3 separate regions of the Zea mays genome follow, and regions 1 and 2 are each linked to region 3. A link is a contact called in public Hi-C data. All regions are on one chromosome and are shown on one strand. Each heading gives the region's core, a stretch centred on a gene start, on an enhancer-like site or on the middle of the called end of the contact. The rest is flanking DNA. Distances are from core to core; before and after follow the strand shown. Region 1 holds the start of LOC103645966 (Core-2/I-branching beta-16-N-acetylglucosaminyltransferase family protein). Region 2 holds the start of LOC100193046. Region 3 holds the start of LOC100272872.

Region 1 (4,730 bases), core at 1,840-4,339, 210 kb before region 3:
ATGAATAGAGGCCAATACAAAGCCACAGCTGTCTTTTAGATCAAAATACTCTGTCCATTTCAAATGTAGGTGTGGTTTGACTCGGCACAATTTCAAAAGATTGAAATGTTCTTTTTATTTGCGCCACAATAAGGCAAACATACATTTGGCTCTGATAAGAAAAGGTAGTAAATAAAAGACAGAATCTCACTCTGCAATGAAGCTTGAACTTGGTATAGTAAAGACTATCTGCAATGATCATCAACGCATGTTGGCGCTTAACTGAGAACCACTGAAATAGTTAAAGTCAAAACAAACTCTTCAATCAGAATGATCGCAAAAAAATAAGCAAAGACTCAAAACAAACTCTTCAATCAGAATGATCGCAAAAAAATAAGCAAAGACGGTTGCAAGATTACCTGTGAACCCTTCCTAAAATCAGCCTCTGTGACCTCAGGTAACATATTCTTTGAATATCTAAAATTTCCATGCGGTCCAGGATCATAAAAGCTGATCAAGAAAACAAATATGATGTAAGCTGAAGGAATAATAGCCCAGCTCAAAACCCAGCTGAGAAATCAACGAGATCATTCAATGTAAAAGTAGAACCAAGAGCTATTAGGTAGACTCCAATTATAGTTAGAGATGAATTTGAGATAAATAAACAAACTTACCAGTCAATAAAACTGAGATTTGCACCCATCAGGTAGTCATATACATAGTCAAAATTGTGCAAAGGTACACAACTGCAACACACAAGAGAATAGTAAAGACCTGAAAGAACAAATTGGGAAACAAAATGGGATGAAAGCAAAATCATGATATGTACCTATCAGATAGCAAAATAAAATGCTGATTGTCCATGTCTTGTAGAGCATTTGCCAGCAACCTCCTCTCAGCATCAACCATAGAAATTGTACCCCAAGTTACCTGCAATGGGAACATGATTATTCAGGTTATCACTCGTTTAGCTTATGATAGGTTCTTACAATCTATGAAGCAGAGGAAAGAACTTTATAAAAAACGGAGTGCTGAAATTAATCTTTTTTTCACATAGCTAACTCTTCATGTGTAGAATAAAAAGAGACCAACCTAGGAGGAACTAGCTGGCATTGTTAATAAGAAATAGGCAGACAAATTCGAGCCAAAGAGAACTTGAACTTGGGTAGTGGCCTAGTGGGTGTGTACACCACCTCCCACCAACTGAGTTCAGTTCCTTCTTCATGTGGAACTAGGGCCATTACCTTTTCACTGTGTATCTCTCGACCAACAAATATGGGACTGACATGTTCTGGCTTCTCTCTTGAGGCATGAACATATATGGTATACCTTCCCTCATGGCCCTACAGAAAATACAGTAGGTCATGGAGAAACTGACTTTGAGCTAAAGATGATGACACAATAGATTAGCAGGCCTTCACAATACCCATATTGTACTTTTAAACTTAATGCTCAGGACATAGCATTAAATTATAGCTGTTACAAAATGAAGTTACAATAAATGATCCTGATTAGTAATGCAATAATAGAGGTCTTTTTACAACATCATACAAAGAGTGGCTTCAGCCTTCAGGCTATAGTAGTTGTGAACGATTTGAAATAAGAAAAGAACTGAACCGAAACATAAGATCAACCTTGTTTGTTATCTTGAATGATTGTTAAATTCTAAAATTTACATCCTTCATATAGAAGTATCGAATTCGATTTTTGTTTTCTCGAAAACACAGCACGTTATTGTACTAAGAATGGATAAAAATATGAGATACAAAGCCAGTTGTGTGCAGGGAAAAAAGAGCAAAACAAAACAGCCTACAAACAACCAGCAGCAGAGCAGTACAGAGACACATGCACCAGCACCACAAGCAAAGGAGGAACGACCAGACACCCACACACACTCACATGTCAAGGCCTAGTTGTATTAGAAGAAAACTACTATACAATATTAGTGTTTGAATCTCAGAGGTGGTTCTACTGAAATCCTAGCTGTATAGCATATATGCAAAGGGCCAATATCAGTTATGAAAGCCATTCACTTTGCAAGGGCTATGATGAATGCATGAATCTACCAGCAGAACAAACAGGGGATGTTTACCTCAAAGAACTTTTCCCACAACCTTTCAAATGGCAGTGTCCCCGGAGTCAAGAACATGAAAGCTATTTTTGAGTTCTTAGATCGAACAGGAGGTGTTGTTAAGATCTGTCTGAAAACAACACGCGAGGCCCTCTCCTCATCAGTGAATTCCCTGGCTGGTTCCGCAGGGAGCCTACCAGGAAGCCAATCTCTCACAGGAGAGGTGTAACGCGGGGGAGGATACAGATAAGCCCAGACTAGTGCGACGAAGATAAAAGCTGCAACGGCGAGCATCCACGCGCGCCTTCTCGTGGCTGCCCTCGGGCGAGGAAGTGGGACGGCCTTCATATCCTTAATGCCCAGCTGCCAAACTTGATGCAACTTCATCTATTTAAGCTTCACAGCTCTCATTACTCTCGGACTCCACCAGTGTGGTGAAAAATGGTCGGCAGATAATTCCTTCTCGCTTGTACAAGCCCGTCTGCAACAGAACAGTACAACGGTTTGGTTGATCAGAATGACAGTAAGTTAAGGTTATAAATGAAGCAGGGGACGGACCCAATCACCCTCACCCAATATAGTACACTGTGAGGTGATTTTTGCAGAGGAATCGAAGTTAGCAGGGGAATTCAGTATTTCAGTTGGCATGCACTTGTAATTGCATTAAATCAGATCCGATCACCCGAATACGAATACTGGTTTGCATTAGGGTTTAGGTGGGTGCTCGGTTCCGCGCATCGTTAAGGGACGAGGGTAGGCATACCTGGTGGGTGCTTGTCGCCGGCGAAGGGCCTGGGCAGGAGGCGGCGGCGCCGCGGCCGCGCGCGAAGTCGTCGCTGGCAGAAACAAGAGGACGCGAGAGAGAGCTTCGGCGGGCGCGGTCCAACGCGCAAGAGGATCAGGAATCAGGTCGTGCCAAGGTCCAACGCTCTGATTGATATACGTGCGTGACAGCGTGAGGTCTTGGGAAGGGGGCGCGACCGGCGCGGCGGCTGTGACCCGCGACCGCGACGAGAAAAACGGAAGGGGGGAGACTGGTAGAGACGAGGGAAGGAACGAGGCGGTTGGATTTGCTTGTTTGTTTTGGTTTGATACACGCCAAAGATGTTGCTGCATTCCCCCTGGTTTCGTTCTGAAATTTTAATTTGGCAATTCATTGTTATATATTTTTTAAGAGCATCTCTACTAGTTTTGTAAAAAAAAACTTGCTACATATAGGTCTCCACTAGTTTAAAAAAATCTCCCTACATAAAGATGCAGTGAGTTACTTACTAAATAATATAAAGAGTAAAACAATTATGTGTTCTCTAAGAGCAACTCCAGTAGTTACTTAAAAAATAGCTCCTTAAATTGTAGCGTTGGGAGTTGGTAAACAAGGGTTGGGCATAAAAAATTTTGTGATCTCCAATTGTTTCTTATATTTAGGTAGTAAATTAAATTTGAAATTGGTTTTGTGGGCCAGGTCCTCTATTCCTTTCCGTTTCCATCATCCCGTCTTTTTTTCATTTCCTTCCCCCGGCTGTTGCATGTTACACCGTCGCGAGGCCAAATCTACCTAGCGCCCAGCAAGGTTCGGCTGCCCAGCGATGTGATCTGCCGGCCACCACCGCCCAGCAATCTTATAATTTATGTCGGTGTATATTCAACACTTGCAATTTTAATTTACTCATAGCAAATCTGTTTGTAAATTCAGGCGATGAGTGCAAATAAATTGTTGTCGTCACGAGTTTTGGATGAATGATGATGATTATTTCATACTTTGTGCTGCACAAATCATCCAAAGTTACTCTCAAGAGAGGGGGAGGCCATTTTACTGATCCATATAGTTTTACAGTAGGTATTGTGCATTAGAATACTGAATCCTATCCCATCAGAAAACGAGATGAACCAACCAAGAAAACAAAAACAAAACATGTTATTGTGATGGCTTCAACCTATGTGCGTCGTCGGTGAGGTGGCCCTGCTGGAGCCTAGGACCGGCTATAGGGAACTGTGGTGGCTTTCGGGACCTAGAGGCGGGTACCGGCGGCGGCTGCGACCTGTGAGAGAAACAGGCGTCCCGGTAGCAGGGAGACAGAGCCGCCGGCTACACGAATTAGAAAACGACGGCAAGAAACGCACCACCGGTAGCAGCAGGGGATGGGTTCCTGATGGAGGGGAGTCGGACTGGTGGCTGAGCAACCGAACCTGGCGACGGGAAAGCGAAACGGACATGGCGGCTGAGCAACCTGGACGCCGGCGGGGAGGAAAAAAAAGGGCGCGAGACAGACCGACAGGGAAAGCCTACACACGAATTTTTTTTATTTCGGGAGTGGTAAAAGAATAGCTATATTTGAAGAGTACATAGGGTTGAATTAGAAGTTGATAAATTTGGGGAGCTGTTTTAGAGAATTGTTGGAGAGATGTTTCCATACCAGTTCTTCAAAATTTTGATTTAGGGAGTTCTTTTAAGTAACTACTGGAGTTGCTCTAATATTCTCTATATTCAGTTGTCAAATAGTTTTTATACACCTGTATTTCGGGAGTGAACAAAAGGTTACAACATTTAGCAATAATATGAGGTTAGCTACAAACTTTATAAATTTACTCACCTCTTTTACATACCTGTTGGAATATCCTAACTTTATAAATTTAGCCACTTGTTTTACATAACAGTTGGAGGACCTTTTTTATTAACAAC
Region 2 (4,180 bases), core at 790-3,289, 230 kb before region 3:
AATGTCATGTATTCTAAGTGTATAGATACATAACCAATCTCCATGCAGATTTCTTCAGGATTGATATGACAAGCGGCATGGTTATAAAAATGCAAGTCCATCTGATTTCTTGACCTGCGTGAGGTCTTTTTCTTAATATAATGCCCCGGGGCTGACTTAAACCCCCCTCCCTTTATAAGTAGCAGCTGTTTCTGCCTTGCTATATCTCAGAAACTAGGCCATAAACAGGAAAAAATAATGGCTTTTCAATCTATTAGAACTAAATGTCATTACCAAATACCTTGGGGAACGTCATATATTCTATGTGAAATAGATACATAACCAATCTCCATGCAGATTTCTTCAGGATTGATATGCCAAGCAGCATGGTTTTGCAATTCTATTTTTTATGATCCTATGGTTTGCAATCCTACCATTTGAGTTCCAATGCCATTAAGGATCACCATTTTTTTGACAAACTTATACGCCAACTACGATCATGACAATTCATGAAAGCATTCACTTGTATTTGTATACACTGAGCCTATGAAGTTGTGCTCACATGGTTGCGAGTCATCATTCACAAAATAATATATCAAAATTCTAAGAACCTGTTATGGAACACATAACCCTCCAACCTTCATAGCTACAACTACAAGAGCTAGATTGTGCAAGGGCACATTGCAGTACATTGGACTCACATTAAGTTATCAACAAACACAAGTTTCACCATCAGGTGAAGTTAAGACAGAAAACATACTCCTTTATAGCCCTGATGGTGAAACCTGTGTTTGTTGAGATTCTGGGTTGGTTTCAGGTTTTACCTTTGAAGGGGATGGGATTCTAGGAACCTTCCTTTTTTGTTTTTCCTTCTAGCGATGGGACTTATCAACTGAGAAACCGTGAAAAACCATCAACCCAGACTGGACTGACCCAACCATATATGTTATGAAACCAGCTACTAACCTGTGCAGAGCTACCCAACCCAGACCAGAGTACATGCACACGGCTTGGTTTGCGAACCCGCTCAAACCTGCACAAACAGGACCATGAACAGGCCTACTCCTTTACATCAACTTAAGTTTTGAAACATTTCAACTTCATCCGTGCAAACAATGCACCAATAAGTTCTAGACCTATTTCATCGCATCAAAACTCATAAAGGAACAAAAATGTTGGGAACAACACTTGCATTGCATTGGAGAGGCCCCATCTCTGAAACACCGATAACCATCCACCCAAAACTAAAACGAACCAATTATGCGTCCAACGTGGACCTGAAGTTAGCACGCATCAATCCAATATAAACAATCATTTAGCTAACCATGTATAAAAATAAAAGTGCACCCCAAAAATTTCTTGCACAACTTGCAAACCCCCCACCCCCAAGAGTACCGAAACTTACTATGATTCAGTGACAAATCAAAACTATGCAGCCCTAACACATCATCATTTCGCAACCCCAATGAAATGCTTGCTTAATCCACCTCACCTCCCACAAAGTACGCCGCGGATGGACACCCCCGTACGGTAGTGAAGCTGAACGCCTCCTCCTCCGTCATCGCCGTGGCGCCCCTCGCGGTGTACACAGCCGCGCCGAGGAGACTCGCCACCCCGAGCGGCCGCGGCAACGGCGGGACCCAGTAGGATGCCCCGGGCACGAAGGGGAGCCATTCGGGCGCCGCCCGGCGCACGAGCACCCCATAGATGGCGTCCTCCAGGCGCCGCGACCCCATCTGCGCCTGAACCGTGGCTGAGTCGCCCTCGCCTTCCCCTCCGGATGAAGAGGCAGGGGACTCCTCGGATAGGTCGATCTCGACGAACTCCACCTCGTCCGACAGCGCACGGGAGGGGCAGAAGCGTAGGGCGGATGGCGTCCCCGAGGGGCGGGCCAGCGCAAGGGCTCGCGCCGCGAGCAGACGAGCCATGGATGACGGAGCGGGGCGGTAGAAGGATTTCGATGGGCGGTGATGGAAGTGTCGAGACGGGCCGCGGGAGGCGGAGATACGGGCTGCATTAAACGTACAGAAGGGCCAAACTGAAAAATAAGAAAAACACACGGACTTCAGCAGTTGCAGTGCCGGCTGCCTCCCTCTCGCGTGCGCTCGCCCTGTGCCTCTCGCGTGCGGAAGCTAGGCAAACCGCCGGCGCCCTAGCTAGGTGCCCAGGCCATCGTCGGTCCCTTCGCCAAGCCATCGTCGGGGTCTCGGGGATTAGCACCCGCACCCACAAGGTATGCGGATCCTTACTTTTCCATTCCTGCTGTGCGAAACCGAGAACCCGAACCCTAACTTAGCTATTTGTATCCGGATCTGATCAAATTACAAGCCTATGCATGTACATTTTTTTTGCAAAAATTATTGGGTTGTACACCGATCTGCCTTACGGGGCACGTTCCTGATCCAGGCCGCTAGCATATTTTGTTTCTTCTAAAAATCTTCTCTAATATGTGTTTCCTCCTGATGGTGATGATAATACTGCTATGTGCTGTTGTTGCTGGTGATGATAATCCAGATGGCCACACCGAACGGTCCTTCTGCTTCTCCGATGGTGTACCCTGTCTACCTTTCTGGGGTATTTCCCCAGCAAGGCGGGGATGATCAGGCTCAAGGTCCAGGGATATATGCCATACAACAGAACCAGTTAGCAGCGGCGATGGGAATGGGTTGCTATGCTCCAACCACACTCATTCCCCTCACTTACAATATCCCAACGTAAGTTGTTACCCTTTGGTACTGAACAATATGCTACGTCTGCCTATTTTGTACAATCAATGAATTGGTGAGATCTGCTCGCGTGCCATTGCAGTAGTCATTGTAAGTCAGCTTATGCAAGTAATATATGCAGTCATAAAATTGTACTGTTGAAAACCTTGGACACATTTGGGTGGCTGTATCGAACTAGTGTGATGAGGGGTTCATAGTAGATATGTTGAGATTTAGGTACTTTTTCCGTTGGCCCTTGGTAGAAATTTTATGATTAAAAGCATGCTCAGCAGCAGCAGTATACAATATAATCTTACTTTAAGGATTATGAGATCCTTAGATCTTCATTTGAATTATACTTTATACGTACCTCGTTTAGGATCTGTTATGAGGTGGCGACAATCTTGGGTAACCGAAAAAACAGTGAGTCAACTTTCACTATTGTATCTGTTTCCATGAATTATTTGACATGCACCTCATTTGTTCTTGAAGCAACATTCATTACTAATTAACTCAGCAATTAGATATGTACAGAAAAAAACTCCCACAGTCCCACTTAGGGCTGGGCATATTTTTCCCAGACACCAATTACCGACCTGAAACCGAACTAACCCAAACTATTAGTTGTTCGGCATGGGATCGGTTTTGATTTCTTGATACCTCAGTGATCGGCTTCGGTGTCAGTGCTTAGGCCTGACCAAACTGACTCACCGTATATACCGAAGTGTATCTGCCATAAGCACTAGAGCAGCTAAACCAACTTTCCATCAACAGTCAGCCCATGAAGCCCACACCAAGGTGGCCCACAGCCAGCCAAGACGCCCAGCCAGCATTCCCGCACCGCACCCTTGAGGCCCTGACTCTATCCCTAGTGACCAAATCGATGGCAGCACCCGCAGCGTGGCTTAGCTATGGTGCATCCTGCCCAGTGGTGCTGCGAGTTAGTGATGGCGCATCCCACGGCAAGCGTGGCGCATCGGCGCATCAGCACCCGCCGCAGGGCTTAGCTATGGTGCATCCTGCTCAGTGGTGCTGCGAGTTAGCGATGACGCATACCACGACGAGCGTGGCGCGCCGGCGCATCAGCACCTTGAAAGCCGATGCGACGGTGCAGGTCAGTGGGTTCCTTGTGGGATGTGTCTGTCTCTCCTGTTCAAATTCAGTTCTCCACTTCCTTTCTTGATTTTTTGGTCTTCCTGAATCCCGTGCTTTGATTGATGTTGAACGGCATGTGGTTGTGTTGAACAGCTTGCTGTTATCCCCGTTTTTTAATCATTCACATAGCTAAATTGCTGTCTCTGTCCTCCGTTCAGGGTGCTGTGCTAGTGTTCGATGTAGTTTGGCAAAAAGCGAACACCGAGCCAAAAAACAGATAAACGAAAATGTTGGTTTTTGTTCCAAACATTGATCGACTCTTCATTCTGCAACACCGAAGTTCTCTAAAACTGAACAAACAAACCGATTACACCAGTAAACTGATTACACCGAAAAAACCG
Region 3 (4,371 bases), core at 69-2,568:
TACCATTTATATGGAAACAACGTGGTCTCTGGAACATGCTATGTGTAACTGTGTTGCCTGAATTACGATTGAATAAATATCGATGGCCAAACTGGGATAAATTTAACTAAGATGTACTTTAATTGTGACTTTATCTTCTGATAAAATATGAACAAGATAGTAACACAAGGTCACCTGATGATCAATATGAGCCCCCAAAGGGCAAATTCTGTAGGGGCAAGCAGCAACCATAACCTCTTGTTCATCCCTTCCACTAATCTCCACCACCTTCTTCCGTACAGTGTCAAGCTGCAATACCAGCAAACATATGTAAAAGGAAAAACATTGCAATAGACTAACTAACAAGATTAAGTTAAGGTCGGCCACCCTACACTAACATGGGGTTTCCCATTTGAGATCATGCAACTTTGACAAGATCAGTTCCAGTCCCATTTGTTCAGCTAGGTACATGATCAGGTGGGGTCATCGGAAACTAATATGCACGCATCCTTCCTGTCCACAGAAATGGCCAGTCATATCGTTGTTGCTTATTTGAAAGTTGAAACCAGGAAAATTCAGGCTGTTCTGAGACCAGATGAAAGCTACAGGTCATTATACCCAGACTCGAACCAACAATGAGAACCCATTATCCCAACAAAAGCATAATGAATATATATCCTCTCCTTTTGTTTTATCAATTAAAAGGGAAATAATGGAACCTTACTTTCCACTACTAGACACGTCATCAGAAAGCAAAAGCGGGGTACGATATTATCCCAAATCAGTCGAGTATCACTAACTACCACCCAGCATTTTCCCAATCAACTCGAAGCTAAGAAAGACGTCTCAGGAGCATAAGCTTAATAATCAAAAGAGATGCATCTGGAACAAACAAAAAACGGCATGAACGGATCCAGATAAACTACTAATCAAGTGACGAGTAAATCAAGTAGTGTCTGCCAACTGGAGCCGCCTTCGATGGGCGTCCCCGGCCATAAACAATCTGAAATCGCCGGCCGCGGCTTCACCTCTGGATCCCCCGAGGCGGCAAAACCCACGCGGCCGCGAGATCGCAACCCAGCAACGCACGCACGCACGCCCGTCGCCCGCAGCCGGCAGCCCCATGCGAATCCCCGCCCCCATGTCGGTGGAATGCCGCACGCAACCTCTCACCTCCTCCGCCGCCGGCCACCGCGACGGACCTCCTCCTGCTCCTCCCCCCGGCGCCACCATTCCTATTCCGCCCGCCGGTGGCTGCGGCTGTGGTCTCTGTCTCCCGCGCGCGTGGTGGCGGCGCCGGCGCGGCTCGTGCGAGAGAGAGAGAGAGAGCGGCGCGGTTGGCGAAGGAGATCGTAAGTGGTGCTCTTAAAAAACGTACGTGGTGGGATCGGGGGATTTGCTTTGCCCCCGTGCGTTTCGACCGTCCGGTCGGCGTGTCGTTTTGCTATAGGTCGCGTGAACTCGTCGGCGTCTCCGGATTGGGTCGAGTCGAGGTGACCATGGCTCCAGTGGAGGCTGCTGCCTGCTGTAGAGTAATTTTTTACTCCCGCGCCGCGGGTGCTTCTCTTCTTTGGTGGCCTGTGGCCTGTGGGGTCTATTGGCGATGTACTAGCGAAGTGGATCACGGGCACGGGGACAAATGACAGAGCAAACGGTTGGTTTTGGTTCTTTGTGCAGTGAGCTCGTGATCCGCCGCCGTCGCGTACGGCGATGCTTGGTTTTTTCTTCTCAGAAGAGGTCACGCACGCGTCAAGGACCGCTCACGTTTGCTCGTCGCCACGGAGGCCCGCTCCAGGTTTGCTTTGACGCAGTCATGGCCCAGTTGGACAGAGATTGTTCTGAGCCGTCACGGGTCTAGTCGGCCCCATCCGACGGCAGCATACGCAGGGAGCGCTAGTCTGGTTTGGCCCACAACACGCGTGACGCCCAGATTGCTTGAGAGATAAGGCCCAAGCGGCAAGCGCTGGACGGTCGTTGCAGATCGACTGAATTATTCAGTCACGGCGGCATATGCACAAATATACAGGATTGAAACAGGATATAATAGTAAACTAGGTATGTGCCCGTGCTTGGCTACGTAAGTTAAAAATTAGTACACTTATTCGGTGATGGTCTAAGAGCTGTGACAACTGCAAATGCTACAATATTTACTTTTTATATAACGTGACGTAGCAGCATCAGCTACTGCTGCAGGGGCAGCAGCCGAACGCTAGTCCAGCAACCAAACAATATGAGTATAAAACATCAATACATAACGACAAATGTCACAATGATATATAAATCCATAGTACAATGAGATTCAAATATTCTATGTGACACGTACTAAACTTTAGTCTCTGGAACTAAACATCCCTTATCTATGATTAATACCACATCTCTTCACGATTGAAACGAATAGCTAGATCAAGGGTTGGTCTGCTACCAACAGACTGGCCATACAGAACAATGTCTTCTTCCCTGGTTCCATAAACGTTCACAAGACACTTATATGTATGGGTGACAATAGACTCTAAATTTTATACTATAAAATTACACTATATTCTACGTTTTCTTCATCCCAATTCAAAGATCTTTTGATGCTCCCGTGGCATACTACAAGATATGAAACGCTTGTCTTCATTTAAGGTCCTATCTGAATCAGAAGGCATATCTCTTTCCCTTGCAAAAGCAATTGGATCCACGGGTCTAGAGATTACACCAAGCAAGCAGTAAACAACATAGAACATAACAACATGATAATAAAAGGCTTCTAAATAATGTGCTCATTTAAACATACATAGTGGAGAAATCCCCAAAATGGCATACTTGGGTGCAAAAGAAAAAGAGATGAACTAACCCATGTGCATTATATCCTGCGATGATAAACAAAGAATCATCCCAAAAAACCTTAAGCTGCACTTAAAGGTTGATATCTCTAGTTTCAAACAGATGAAGCAACAAAGGCATGTTTGTTCACTCGTCATTACTGTGATTTTACTTATATTATATTTGTCAACAATTAACACGCCTTGTTTATCCTGGTCTATCTAGTCCTCAATCTATGTTTACCAGATATATAGGGGGATATGGCCAGTATTTTTTGAAATGAAACGACCCAGAAGAGATCTGAAGGTGCAGTTGGTGTGAATCCACACAATTCACTTTATCTCTGCCCTTGACAATAAAGAAATATTGTGGATCGACATATGTAAGCACTCAACTTTCCCATTTCAATCAGAGTACCAGGCAAATCAATTGTAATTATTGCATGCCAAATGAGGAAATTCTAGTGACAACCAGACTATAGCAAATTAGGAATTGATCGAGCCATATAAAGGCACCGTGATGAGTCACTCACCTAAACCCATGTCAATAGTGTGGCTCATCCAAGGACCTAGCTAGAGTGACAGAGAATGCCAAAAGCCACATTGAATATCGATCAGCAACAAAAGTTCAATGTACAAAATGCCCAACCTTAGAAAATTCTGGAGTAATTGCAAGTCTGGGATACTGTTTTGTCAAGCACAGATAATCCCTCTCAACATCCACAAAGCATTCGTGCACATAGTCATTTAGTAAAAGCAAAAATGTTGGGTGGGCGCGTGAGAATAGAAATGTCACCACCTGGAAATGGCATGTCCGGTCTTCCTCTGTCCTTGTTTGCATTGTCCTTGATGTGCTTTGGCAGCATGACAATCTCCTTCATGTCACTGCCTCCACCAATTGCATTGAAGGCACGCCATAGATCATTAAATGTGCATAGATGAATCAATAAAAAAACAAAGGAGAGAGCAAATCAGGAGAAAATTGAGATCACCCCTGGGAGGACTTGCTAGATGTAACCAGCGGTGAAGACCATCCATACATAGGTAAGAAATGAAGCCAGAGGAAAGAAGCGCTATGACGGTCGGAGGAGGGGGTGTTGGGTTACTCTCCACTGCCCCTCTGGGTCAACCTTGCTACTGCGTACTGTTGCTAGGCTTCCTGTCGAACTCATGGTCGGAGTCATCCATGTCGTCGTGCTCCCACCGCATCTTGCCAGAGTCATCCATGTCGTCCAGCTTCCAATAGTGTAATGAGGCGCCTTGTTTCTGGGAGGGAGTATATAGGTACTCATCCGACACCTTTAGAACGTCATGAATTTTGATCCATAATGAGGCGGACATCCCAGACCTAGAGAAAGAAAGCATGGGGTGTGTAAGCTGCTATCACTGAACAATGAACATTCAGTAAACAACAAAGCATTATTCATACCACTGAACTTCACTTTACATGACATATTTGACACACTAAGAATGTCCTAGCAGTAGTTCATGATATGTGCCTCAAATTCAAATAGAGTAGGAATAATGTTAGGAGAAGACATGAACCTGCATCGACGTTTTGCATCACATCCTTCAGGCCTTCACCCAA

The links. Hi-C and Micro-C count contacts between places; a contact is called where the count stands out from the background.
Region 1: a Hi-C map of leaf shows a contact between it and region 3, with 2.2 times the contacts expected there. The contact joins the promoter of LOC103645966 here to the promoter of LOC100272872 in region 3. A contact is called at or near these places in 10 of 25 Hi-C or Micro-C datasets (bundle sheath, ear, leaf and 3 more).
Region 2: a Hi-C map of ear shows a contact between it and region 3, with 2.4 times the contacts expected there. The contact joins the promoter of LOC100193046 here to the promoter of LOC100272872 in region 3. A contact is called at or near these places in 3 of 25 Hi-C or Micro-C datasets (bundle sheath, ear and an unstated tissue).

The regions. Positions count from the first base shown.
Region 1 is chr2:11,872,208-11,876,937 of Zm-B73-REFERENCE-NAM-5.0, reverse strand. It overlaps LOC103645966 (Core-2/I-branching beta-16-N-acetylglucosaminyltransferase family protein), which reads right to left and starts at 3,089. Exons shown (of 11, transcript NM_001351119.1): 1 at 2,814-3,089; 2 at 2,072-2,531; 3 at 1,224-1,322; 4 at 809-909; 5 at 654-725; 6 at 399-489; 7 at 191-271. The coding sequence starts at 2,437.
Region 2 is chr2:11,891,995-11,896,174 of Zm-B73-REFERENCE-NAM-5.0, reverse strand. It overlaps LOC100193046, which reads left to right and starts at 2,039. Exons shown (of 5, transcript NM_001138214.1): 1 at 2,039-2,212; 2 at 2,494-2,693. The coding sequence starts at 2,494. It overlaps LOC103645967, which reads right to left and starts at 1,960. Exons shown (of 3, transcript NM_001351122.1): 1 at 1,472-1,960. The coding sequence starts at 1,907.
Region 3 is chr2:11,665,769-11,670,139 of Zm-B73-REFERENCE-NAM-5.0, reverse strand. It overlaps LOC100272872, which reads right to left and starts at 1,318. Exons shown (of 14, transcript NM_001360152.1): 1 at 1,153-1,318; 2 at 175-288. The coding sequence starts at 1,212. LOC118471904 (translation initiation factor IF-2) reads right to left here. Exons shown (of 7, transcript XM_035965182.1): 6 at 4,329-4,371; 7 at 2,232-4,131.